Linked DNA regions of Mus musculus: regions 1 and 2 are each linked to region 3. A link is a contact called in public HiChIP or PLAC-seq data. All regions are on one chromosome and are shown on one strand. Each heading gives the region's core, a stretch centred on a gene start, on an enhancer-like site or on the middle of the called end of the contact. The rest is flanking DNA. Distances are from core to core; before and after follow the strand shown. Region 1 has its middle 96 kb from the start of Gm40241. Region 2 has its middle 93 kb from the start of Gm40242. Region 3 holds the start of Utp11 (UTP11 small subunit processome component).

Region 1 (3,888 bases), core at 1,014-3,513, 540 kb before region 3:
TTCTGTCCTCTCTTTCATAAAAGTAGTTCCATGGGGTATTGAAACATACTTATACTAAAAATTATTTGATTTTGATCTGACATTCAGACTAATCTATCATATGTTTTTGCTTTCAAACTCTGTCAAGTCTATAACACACACATCCCCAGCACCACACTGGGGCAGGCATCTCCGGACTCTGAGCGTATGCTCATGCCCATTAACTCATTAACTCGTTCTTAAGTTCTCTCTCTCTCTCTCTCTCTCTCTCTCTCTCTGTGTGTGTGTGTGTGTGTGTGTGTGTGTGTGTGTGTATTCATTCATGCCATGGAATGTGTAGGGCCATTAAAGGACAGCTTTTGGAAGTCTATTCTTGCCTTCCATCTTGTTGAGACAAGGTCTCTTCTGTGTGCTGTGTGCTCGGGGCTAGCCGGCCCATTAGCTCCAGGTGATTCTCTTGTCTCTGCCTCTTGTCTCAAAACAGGAGTTCTGGAGTTGCAGGTGTGCACCACTCCACCCAGCTTTTTATGCAAGTTCCGGGGATTGAACTCAGGATGTCAGGTTTAGGTGGCAAGCACCTTTGCCCATGGAGCCATCTCCCAGGCTGTATGTTTCCCAAGTTCTAGGTTCTATACTGAATGCTGCTTAATGCCTTGTGGCTGCTGCTACCAGACAGTAGTGGTGATGCCCCAGTGACTGTGGCTGTGTTTGACATAGATGTTCGGTAAGGACTGACCACACACAGCAGCCAGCCTCTCTGTGGTTTATCAATAAAATATTCTGTGGCTATTTGAGCAAGGAAATAAGTCTTGTTTACTGTCTGCAAACTGCCTGCTGATGTCTGTGCTGGCTAGTTTTATGTCAACTTGACACAAGCTAGAGCTATCTGAAAGGAGGGAACGCCAATTAAGGAAATGCCTCCATAAGTCCAGCTTACTTGAGGTGTTTACTTAATTAGTGATTAATGGGGGAGGTCCCAGCCCATGATGGGTGGTGCCATCCCTAGGCTGGTGGTCCTGCGTCCTATAAGAAAGCAGACTGAGCAAGCCAGTAAGCAGCACTGCTCCATGATCTCTGCATCAGCTCCTGCCTCCAGGTTCCTGCCCTAGTTGAGTTCCTGTCCTGACTTCCTTCAGTAATGAACTATGACGTGGAAGTGTAAGCCAAATGAATCTTTTCTTCCCAACTTGCTTTTGGTCATGGTGTTTCATTACAGCCATGGTAACCCTATCTGAGACAATGCTTAAGAAAGAGCCACCACTGCACACAGAGAATATAGCTACCCAGAGTTCAGAAAGAAACCCCCAAAGATACTGGCAGAGCCCACTCTTTGCTGCCATATCTCTTCTCTTGGTGTCTCAGAGGCCACTGAATGGAAAGATGTGGACACTGAGTGACCTAAGGGGCAAGGTGATATAGAAGAGTTGGATCCTGAGCAGGAAAGTGAGGGATTCTGTGGCTAATTTATCACTTACTGTATTCCATGACAGAGAACAATCAAGTAAGTATTAAAGAACACTTTCAATGAGTCAATAAAGTTAAAAAAAAAACCCCTCTTAGTGGTCAAAAAGCACAGCACTTTCCCCTCTCAACCTAGAACGATTAGACCTGATGAAATCAAGTAGCTGAATTCAGTGACGTAAGCTGTCAGTAAGCTGGGGATAAATTGACTTAAGTTCAATGGGAGCCAGGAGGCCAGGGAGAGAATGGCAGGCCTTCACTCTCTTCCTCTGGAAATGGCTCCTGCTGGCCTGGGCTAGACAGATGGCTGCTCTTCAGGAGGATCGGGTCCTTTGTCAGGCTGCATGGAGGGAGGGGGAGTCGGTGGCACTTAGGAGAGGTGGCTCTTTGTTCCGTGGAGTGCTCCGTGCAGAGCAGGGTGTTAGCAACCTGCCCCTCGATTCCCCACCTCTGTGTTCTATAACGCCCTCTGGTCCTTATGATAATGGACCCACTAAAAGGCTCACAGCAAACAGCCCTGGGCTTGAGAGCCTGCCTGGTCCGAGGCTGCTATGCCCTCTGTTGGTGAACACCGCTGCCTTCCCCACCTCCATAGCTCAGGGTCTACATCTTCCTAGATGTCCCAGCAGAGCCAGAAGGATTCAAGTTCTAGTGGGGCAAGTCCTAGTTGGAAGGGTTGGGGTTCAGCCTGGGGCATCCCTGCCTCCCTGCCCAGCCCCCCAGCTCGGTCCCAGCCCGGCCCCAGTCCATCTTCCTCTGCAGCCCAGCGTTTTTTCCCTGCATTCCTCGGGGCAGCCTCGGAGAGAGAGGCACGTCGCCTCCTTTTCATTTACATGGGGATTACTGGAGACCAGGAAAGTGCTTTAAAATGATATAATGTCTCTGCACCTCATCAAACCCTTCCCCTTCCACCAATTTCTGCCTGATTTACAGTTAATACTGCACACTCCCATCACCCTGCCGGAGAAGCGGTGATTATTTCTCCATTGCCATAAAGAATGTAAAGGAGATGGGAAAAATCAGGTGAATTCAGAGAAAGTTTAGTATTAAAAAAAAAAAGTGCTGGGGGAGGGGGTGTCAAGGAAGACAGGATAATGGTGGGAGCAAAAGTGTTCCCGGAACCAATTTCAGAGTCAAGAGATTCCCGGGGGGGCTGGAAACAGGACTGGAGTGCAAGCTGCTGCCTTGCTAGGCAACTGCAGGGGGCCCGAGTGGGCAGGGGGTCTGCCAGCCTGGCCTAAGTAAGAAGATTTAGGGAGAGAAATCTCACTCTGGGAGAGGGTGAGCCCCACGACAGAAAGGTCTAATGAACAAACGCTCAGGCATTGGGATAAGGAAGAGAGATTCTGTATGTGAGGTTCTGGATTCAATTGGACCCTAATAGATGTTGGTTATTTGTTCCCCGTTGTTTTTATTTTTGTGTATTTATTTATACAGGGCCTCACTATGTAACCCTTGCTGGTCTCAAACTCATAATCCTCCCACACCTGCCTACCCTGTGTTGGGATGATGGGCAAACTCCATCACACCCGGCTGACCACTAAGAGTTCTAAAGTGGGCTCTAGGCTCAAATTTGGGCTACGAGACCTCAGGGTGTTATTTCACGTCACTGTAGCTCAGTCTTCTCAGCTGTGGGGTGGAATGGATTGGCACATGGAAGTGACAATAAAAGCCACAGTGGGTGCACAGTGCTGCCACCCTCTTCCAACGGGCAAGCAGGCAAGGCGAGTGAGCTCCTTCTGGTTGTTATCGGTGGAGCTGTTTGAAATTTGTCACAGGGGAGAGGGGGAGAGGGACAAAGAAAGAAGGGGAGGTTCTCTGAGCCTTCTCCACAGTCCACCAGCCAGAGGAAACAATGAAGTCCTTTGGGTCTGTTACTGTCTACATGTTACCCTGCTGTTTCAGCTACCCACTGCTGCAGTAACAAACTACCCCAGGTTTGAATGATTTAACATGTGATTATTTGGGGCCAGTGGGATGGCTCAGTGGGTGGAGGTGCTTGCTGCCAAACCTGATAATGTGAGGTCAGCTCCTGGAACCTCCATAGTGGAAGGAGAAGACCAACTCCCTCTGGTTGTCCTCTGGGCCCACACATGCACCATGGCACCCACATATCACCCCAATAAAATAAATGTATACATGTAAAGAGATAACCATCGGTTATTTTTTTTTTCAGGATTCTGCAGTAGGGCCAGGGCTTGGTGGGGCAGCTCAGAGCTCAGCTTTGCTCTGGGAGGTTCCCACAGAGGGCTGTTTCTTAGCTTGAGTTAGGCCATGTGGCTGGTACCTTTTGCTTGGGTGCCTTGCCCTTTATGTGGTCTCTCCCCGTGGTTCCGGTGGTTCGCTGGAGCACTCGCTGGACAGCAAGGTGGCCTCACTGCACTCACACGGTCCCCAGATCACAGGCTCATGGGAGCTGCTGGGTCTCTCAGGCTTAGACTTAGAACT
Region 2 (3,616 bases), core at 265-2,764, 510 kb before region 3:
GAATACATTGTTCACTTGACCGGTCTCCTGTCTTACAAACTCACATTGGGGGTGAGATCTCTAGCTTAGGCATCTCTGTTTTGTAAGGATCCAGTACAGATCATTTTTTGTTTTGTTTTGTTTTTGAGAGAAACTCTCTTGTAGCCAACACTAACCTAAAATTAGAGATGTAGTCCCGGTAACCTTGAGTGTCTGATACTCTGCCTCTACCGCTCAAGTGCTGATATCACAGTATATATCACAGTATATATCATCACACCCAGTTTATACTGAGATTGGTGAATGAACTTAAGGTTTCCTGTATGCTAAGCAAGCACTCTCCAACTGAGCTACATCTCCAGCCCCAGTACAGCTATTTCTGTAAGGTTTATTTTACTTTCATTTGTGTTGGGTGGGGCGGGGATGGTAGTGGTATATACAGGTGTCCTCAGAGGCCAGAAGAGGGCATTGGTTCCACAGGGAATGGAGTTCCAGGCAGTTATGAGTCATGAGACCTGGGTGTTGGGAACTAACCCCTGTTTCCTGCAAGAGCATCGAGCCCACTCTTGGTAAATATCAATCAAATAAATTCACCAAGGCTGATATCGGGCCAGGCTCCTCATGCACGCTTTCTAACCAAATCTTTACAATAACCCTGTGAGGTTGATTGATAGGCCCGCGACCATAGGCTGAATCCATTTCTCAACATCTTAGTGGTGAACACGACATTGAACTGGAGTCCCGCGAATCCACCCACACTCGTGTTTTCTGAGCCGACCCCTTAGTGTCTTGAGGCTTCACTACCTGGCTCACAGTTCCAGAGTTTTGAGCCTCCTTTCCCTCCCAAGAAAAATGAATGCATCCATAAAACAGATCCCTGTCAGGGGCTCGAGAGTAAATTCTGAGGCCAGATTGAGACTGTTCACCAGCGAGCTACTGTCTGTGCAACCCTGAATGGGTGACTGGCTCTCTCTGTGCTTTAACCGTTTCATCTGTAAGGTGGGCTTTTGTTAAAAGCATTATTGCATTTACACATCAGACACTTATACAGTGGTAAATGGTTAACTGCCCTTGAGCATTTAGGAACCTCGTTCCTCTCCAGCATCCCTTTCCATCTCATCCTTTTCTCTCAGAGGCTCAGGAGGTCTTGCTGAGAGAGTTTGACCACCTACAGGTGGGAGCCCCCAAATTCAAGGACAGGACCCCCGACACAGTCAGTCCTCCCTGCAGCTCTGGCTCTGACTTTACCGCTGGCGATGCTCGCCCTCCCGCTGCACCTGCCCGGCTTCTGCTGATCTGTCTTTTGCTCCATTAGGCAGGGCCGCGGCCCCAGAGCCCCGCGAGCTGCCCCGCGCCCTTAGAACGCTTCGTCTGCCCGCGCCCCGCCGCCCCCCGCCCGGGGAGGTGACGGCAAAGTGAATTAGCGCGCAGCCGAGGGCGCGGGGGCGCCGAGGTGCCCGGCAGCTCCGCGGGCGCAGCACTTCCCGGCCTGATATTTGCACAAAGTGCTCTCAGGGCTCTTTACATTTGCTCTTGCCCGCGGAGTTAGCGTTTCCGCTGAGCGCCGACTTCTCCAAAGGGCGCCCGCGCCTGTGTTTGAGTAGCAGCGGCCCAGACTCGCCAGGCGCCCGGGTCCCCGCGCCCCCTCCATCTTACTCACCCAGCTAGATTCTTTGCATCAGCGCTTTCCATACATTTTTCCCATACACCACTCTGGGCCCGTCAGGTCTTGCCAGTTTCTGTCTATTTTCAGGTCTCTCTTCCGTCTTTGCAACACCCCTCCCTGTCCTGTCCATTCCTAGCTGCCTCCATTTTTTCCCCTGCTAATCTCCCCACACCCTCTGTTACCAGTCCCAGCTGCCCCTCACATCCCTGCGTTTTCTGTCTCCTTGGTAGCTAGGCCTGGTCCTTCAAGTCACTTCAAGGGTTCTTGAGGACCTAGGAGGATTGAGAAGTGTCCTCAGCTCTTATCTAGCCCCAGTCACTATTATGCTCTGGGATTTGGGATAACCAAAGCAACATCCACTAAGGCTTCCTACTCCCAGTCAGTGGGCTGCACCTCTATGCCAAAGCTGACTGTGAGCCTCCTTCTCGATCCTCTGAGCCAAAGTGTACCCCAGGGGCCAAAAATGCTAAGGTCTCCTTCTCCATTCACTGTCCCAGCAGTCTGACCGCCCCTGGGATTTCTGGGACTCTTGGACTGGAGATCAGTGGAAAGGCACCAGGAAACACAGGTGCCTGAGATGCCCTGTACCAGGTGACATGTGGCCGAGTCCATCATGAAGATGAGGTCCCATGAGAGGCTGGAGTTTGTGTTAGCAGACAAGGCACGGCAACACTCTGGCAGGCTCACCATGCCAATCCCCCTCTGCAATGTCCCCGTGGAGACACCGGGACATATGCATGTGCATGCACACACACGTATGTGGGTGTAAATGTGTGCATGTGGAGGCCAGTGGACAGCCTCAGGAGCCATCGTCAGGAATGGTGTTCACCTCCTTTGAGATAGGGTTTCCCACTGACCTGGAACCCACCATTTAGGTTAGATCGGCTCTCCAGAGGACCTTAACTGCCCTCAGTGCTGGTGTTACAAGCCTCAACACCAGGCTTGGCAGGGTTCTGGTGAGCCTCAAACTCTGGGGAGCCTTGTGGTTTCAAGACTAGTGCCTTACCAACTTCACCATCACCCCAGACCTGCAGAGTGTTTCTGCTCTGCAGACTAGAACTCTAGCAGGGTTCTGAAATACTTCGTGCATGTGTTTGCTTTAGCACAATACATTCTAATGTTACTTTTATCACTAAGAAAAGGCCTCCTTTATTCTGTAAGCATAATTTCAATCATGGGTTAAATATTTGTCTTAAATGACTGTAAGTACTCTATGACTCCTAGAACAGACTCCCTCAAGGAGAATGGCTATCAAGGATTTGAAAAGATCCTCCCTAATGTTTTGATTGTTTCTGTGGAGTCATTTGATCAATTAGGTAATCATTTCCAGTATAAAACTTGATATTAAAAAAATATTCTTCTGGAGGCAATTTGGAGTTTCTCATTAAAACGTTGGAAAGGGTTTTATTTGAATGTTATATGCAAACTCAATATTTAATATATTCTCTAGTAGTTCGTATTTTATTTTTCTTATCATAATTATATTTTATAAAGAATGTGTAATTAATTTTTAGATGCTTCTCAACGGAGCTGCACAAGGTCCGTGGGAGAAAGATTAGAGAGGAGAAGGTATCAGCTTTAGGTGAGTGTATAGCAGCAGAGGGAACATTTTAACATTTTCTGAGGATATGTGTGTTTTTGAAGATCGGAGAGCTCCCCCCCCCCCGAAATTAGAGCCATGAATGGCCTTGGTTAGCTCAGACCTGATCTGCTCCAAGAGAGATGAATTCTGCCTCTGGGTCATAGTGATGGCTGTGCCACAGACAGGCACAGCACCCATCGGTCCTGCTTGAGCATAGCTGATGTGGTTGCCTGCCCACTGAAGCAGCTGCAGAGCACATGACAGCAGTGTCCAGGAGCTAAGCACAACAGAGCCATACTCCCGAGCAAGGTGTCCCGGAGCAACCTCAGCACGGTTGGTTCGTTTCTCTTTCCCATCCCTTCCTGAAGACTCAGTCACCCCGGTGCATT
Region 3 (3,768 bases), core at 1,017-3,516:
CAAAGCTGTGGCACCAATACACACATGGTTAAATAAAAATACATGTAAAATAAAAAAATTGTACTCCCTGTATCATACTGCTTCCACTAAGCACACACTAAGAAAGGCTACTCAGCAGGAAAGGGAGCTGTGATAAGGAAGGCAGTGCCATCGCCTCTCAGCCTTTTGTCTAAGATCTACTAGAAAAGGATTTTTAAACCCCGTAAGAAAAAAGAGAAGGAGAAAGAGGCCTCAACTCTACAGCATTAGTCAGCTGCATGGTCTCTGAGATCGCGTCCTTTTCTTCAGGATCTGTAAAGCAGGTATCTCTACAGGCCCTTTGGCTGCGTATATGGGGTTTTGTCTCTTGTTGCCTGGGTTTCATTTTGTGTATATGAATGTGTACACGTGGGTGCACATGCCATGGCATACGTGGAGGACAGAGGACAACATCTTAAAGAGTCCACTCTCAAAAAAAAGGAAGCCATGAAATTGAAAGACCAAGCAGTGGTCCATGGGAGTGTTTATAGAGGTCGCAAAGGGAAAGATGAAACGTTGTAATGAAGCTATAATCTCAAAAAATAAAGAAGAAAAAAAAATAGTCCACTCTTTCCTTCCCCTTAGTGAATGAGTCCTGAGGGTCTGACTCAGGCTGCCAGGCTGTGCGGCAAGCACATCTGCTAGCTGCACCACTTTCCCAGCCTGTTTTGTTTTGTTGAGATCCTGTCTCATGGAGCCCAGAACATCCTAAAATCTGATGCGTTCCCTGAACTATTGATCCTCTTGCCTTTAAAAAGAAAAGAAAAATAATAATAAAAAATATTTGTTTGAGGAGTAAAAAGACGGCTTAACAGTTAAACACAGATTCTCCTCTTCCAGATCCCAGCACCCACGTCAGGATGTCGGACAAATCACAACCCTGGCCCAGGATGTGCTCCCACAAACACCCGCTCACACACTCACACTCAGTAATCTTTTAATTTAAAAAATGTTAGTGTGGCCGGGCAGTGGTGGCGGCGCACACCTTTAATCCCAGCACTTGGGAGGCAGAGACAGGCGGATTTCTGAGTTCGAGGCCAGCCTGGTCTACAAAGTGAGTTCCAGGACAGCCAGGGCTATACAGAGAAACCCTGTCTCGAAAAACCAAAAAAAAAAAAAAAAAAGTTAGTGTGTGTGTGAGAGAGAGAGAGATAAAGAATATGAATGAATGTGAGTGCAGGGCCTATGGAGGCCAGAGGGGGTGGTGGAATTCCTAGAGTGGAGTTAAAGCTATTTGTGAACCCACAATGTGAGTGCTAGGATTTGAACTCTGAGAGAGCAGCCGAGTACTCTTAACGGCTAAGCCCTCTCTCCAAGGCTTGTTAAAAGCTTGTTTGAACCAGTTATGATGTAATTTCTGAGAATGGCAAAGTGGATAAAGTGATTCTGCATACATCTTTATTTGTATTGCATATCCAAACCCTAACACATTCTCCTGAGTAAATCCACACCTATTTATTCTAACTAAATTAAGTGGGGGAACTCCCCACTTCCCTCCTTTTTTTCTTCTTACCAAGGACTACGCCTACTGCCCTTACTTGCTAGGCAAGCAGTTCACCATTGAGGCCTATGTCTAGAATTTTTTTAGATTTTTGAGTCAGGTCTAAGTGACCCAGACAGGCCCCGATTTTGGGATCCTTCTGCCTTGGCCTCTTGGGTAGATGCCATTATAGACCTGGGCTATGAGGTCCAGCAAAGTTTGTAAATGGTCAAGACATTCTCCAGAAGGGATAAGGAAAGTGCCACGATTTTAGGGGGAAGCATATGACAGATCTACACGAACCGCAAATCCCATGCCAAAAGTTGGGCCCAGTTTAGGAACACCCGGGCATGCGTCGGTTGTGAGGCGCCTACTGTCGCTGGTCACTCGGTTACATTCCTTTGACTTTGGTCTCAAGTTCCCAGGGAAAGGCCTCTAGCACACCCTGCCTCACTCAATTACCCACTGACCCTCTACCGTAGAGAATGACAATCCTCCTACCCTGTCCCTGGGTCTCCCCGACAAGGCACGCTGGGGTCAGGCCCCATGTGTTGGGTATTGACTGAAGGCAGATGCGCTGTCCCGTATCCGGATGCAGGGACAGCGAGGGGGCGGGGGCCACTGCAGGCGCCCCTGAGGCTTGCGAGGGCCTACCTGGCTTCGTTCTCGGTGTTCCCGCTGCCGGGTCTTGGCTGCCTTGCGAAAAGCCGCCGACATGCCTACTGAGGTCTAGGAAATGCTCAGCAAACTCCACCACCACGACAGCACTACCCACCCCGCCGCGTCCGCCAAGACACCGGAAGCAGGCCCAAGACGCGGCTTGCAATGCAGCCTATCAGAAGCCTGCTTTACCGGAAATACAGCCCCTCTCAAGCGGCCTGAATCGGAGGGTTCTGGGAGATGTAGTTTCCAAAGCTAGAGTCTTGGGATTCTTTCACAGCTCTCGGTTCGCAGAGAACGTCCACTGGTCCAGAGACCTAGACTTCGCTCCAGGCCGCACGTTGGCATCTGGGAACACATGGCTGGCACTGCTCTCTGGCTACGCTCGGCTTGCGTGTGCGCATGTGCTGTCACCTGAGACTTGGTGTGGGTTAAGATTCTAAGTAGAACTAGAACGTGGCTCACACCTTTAACCCCAGCTCTCTGGAGGTAGAAGCTGGCAATTTTCTGTAAGTTCAAGGCTAACCTGGTCTTACATAGTGATTGCCAGGCCAGCCAGGGCTACATAGTAAAATAAATCGCAGTCTAAAAACAAAACAAAAACAAACAAACCAAAAACTAGAAATAATGTGAATCTTACAGTATACTAGAAAGAGTACTTTAAAACCATATTTGGCTCCTCAGCTGACTTCTGGCTGCGTGGCTCTGAGCTGATTGCTTGACTTTAAAGAGCATCATTTTTCTCACCCATAAAACGAACATAATAATAGCAGACTGGTCTTGCTCATAGGAGTATCAAGGGCTCTGAGTGGCAGAACTGTATCTATAAGCAGAGTAGAAAAGAATCATCTAATAGCAATAAAGTTCCGAGTCCTTCACAGCCATCAAAGTTGTGCGTCTAGCTGGCCGACTTAACATAAGGTAGTTAATGTGATGGATAGAGAGCCGCGAACTGTGGAGGGAGTGTTCTGGTGCCAGCTCTGCTCTTAACCAAGGAAAGTTAGTTTTGCTGAGGCTTGGTATCCACATCTAGTTGTAAAATAATAAAATAATACTATACCCTCAGGATTTTGAGGTTTAAAAGACATATGTTTTCAGTGCTTAATGTTGGGTTTACTTGTTAGCAGGTTCACAATAAAATTGATTTGTTTCTGTTTTTGTTTTGTTTTGTTTTGTTAGTTTGTTTTATTGGGGTTGACTTAGTCTGATTAGGTTTGATGTTTTGAGGCAGTGTCTAGCTATGTAGGCCTGGCTGCACTGACACTCATAGATCAAGCTGGCCTCAGATTCACAGTGATCTCTTGCGTCTGCAAAGAGCTGGGATTACAAGTGTGTGACAGTGTGCCCAGCCATCCTGTTATTTTTGTCACCACTAAAGCTACCTTTAAGTAGCACAAGAGAGAGTTGGACCCAGCCAAGCATCACAGCAATGTTTGGGTTTGTTTGTGCTCTCCCCCCCCCCATGCCTGCCACCCTCCACCCCCACCCCCACCCCACCCCCGTATGTTTTCATCTGTTGGCATTTGGAATCTTTTCCACTATGGGAGACTAATCTTCAGCCAGCTCCTTGTTGTTTTTGTTTTATTGAGACAGGATGTCACAATGTAGTC

What was found. HiChIP or PLAC-seq counts read pairs in DNA pulled down with a chosen protein or histone mark.
Region 1: an H3K4me3 HiChIP or PLAC-seq map of embryonic forebrain shows a contact between it and region 3, with 5 times the contacts expected there. The contact joins the enhancer-like site here to the promoter of Utp11 in region 3. A contact is called at or near these places in 7 of 39 promoter capture datasets (the 3T3-L1 cell line, cranial neural crest, embryonic stem cells and 4 more), 6 of 484 Hi-C or Micro-C datasets (cardiomyocytes, embryonic retina, embryonic somatosensory cortex and 3 more) and 15 of 115 datasets of contacts at active chromatin or transcription factors (craniofacial prominence, differentiating embryonic stem cells, embryonic basal ganglia and 11 more).
Region 2: an H3K4me3 HiChIP or PLAC-seq map of craniofacial prominence shows a contact between it and region 3, with 3 times the contacts expected there. The contact joins the enhancer-like site here to the promoter of Utp11 in region 3. A contact is called at or near these places in 4 of 39 promoter capture datasets (cranial neural crest, frontonasal cranial neural crest, liver and 1 more) and 13 of 115 datasets of contacts at active chromatin or transcription factors (acute myeloid leukemia, craniofacial prominence, embryonic basal ganglia and 9 more).

Annotation. Positions count from the first base shown.
Region 1 is chr4:124,148,163-124,152,050 of GRCm38.p6, forward strand. No RefSeq gene overlaps it. Among named protein-coding and RNA genes, the nearest start is that of Gm40241, 96 kb to the left of the region's middle. Within about 2 kb of position 2,264, at least 19 of the 459 cell types and tissues checked have an H3K27ac peak or open chromatin away from gene starts, as enhancers often do. A contact at or near this core is called in embryonic forebrain, where this site is marked.
Region 2 is chr4:124,177,302-124,180,917 of GRCm38.p6, forward strand. No RefSeq gene overlaps it. Among named protein-coding and RNA genes, the nearest start is that of Gm40242, 93 kb to the right of the region's middle. Within about 2 kb of position 1,515, at least 19 of the 459 cell types and tissues checked have an H3K27ac peak or open chromatin away from gene starts, as enhancers often do. A contact at or near this core is called in craniofacial prominence and forebrain, where this site is marked.
Region 3 is chr4:124,691,288-124,695,055 of GRCm38.p6, forward strand. Utp11 (UTP11 small subunit processome component) reads right to left here and starts at 2,267. Exons shown (of 8, transcript NM_026031.3): 1 at 2,153-2,267. The coding sequence starts at 2,215.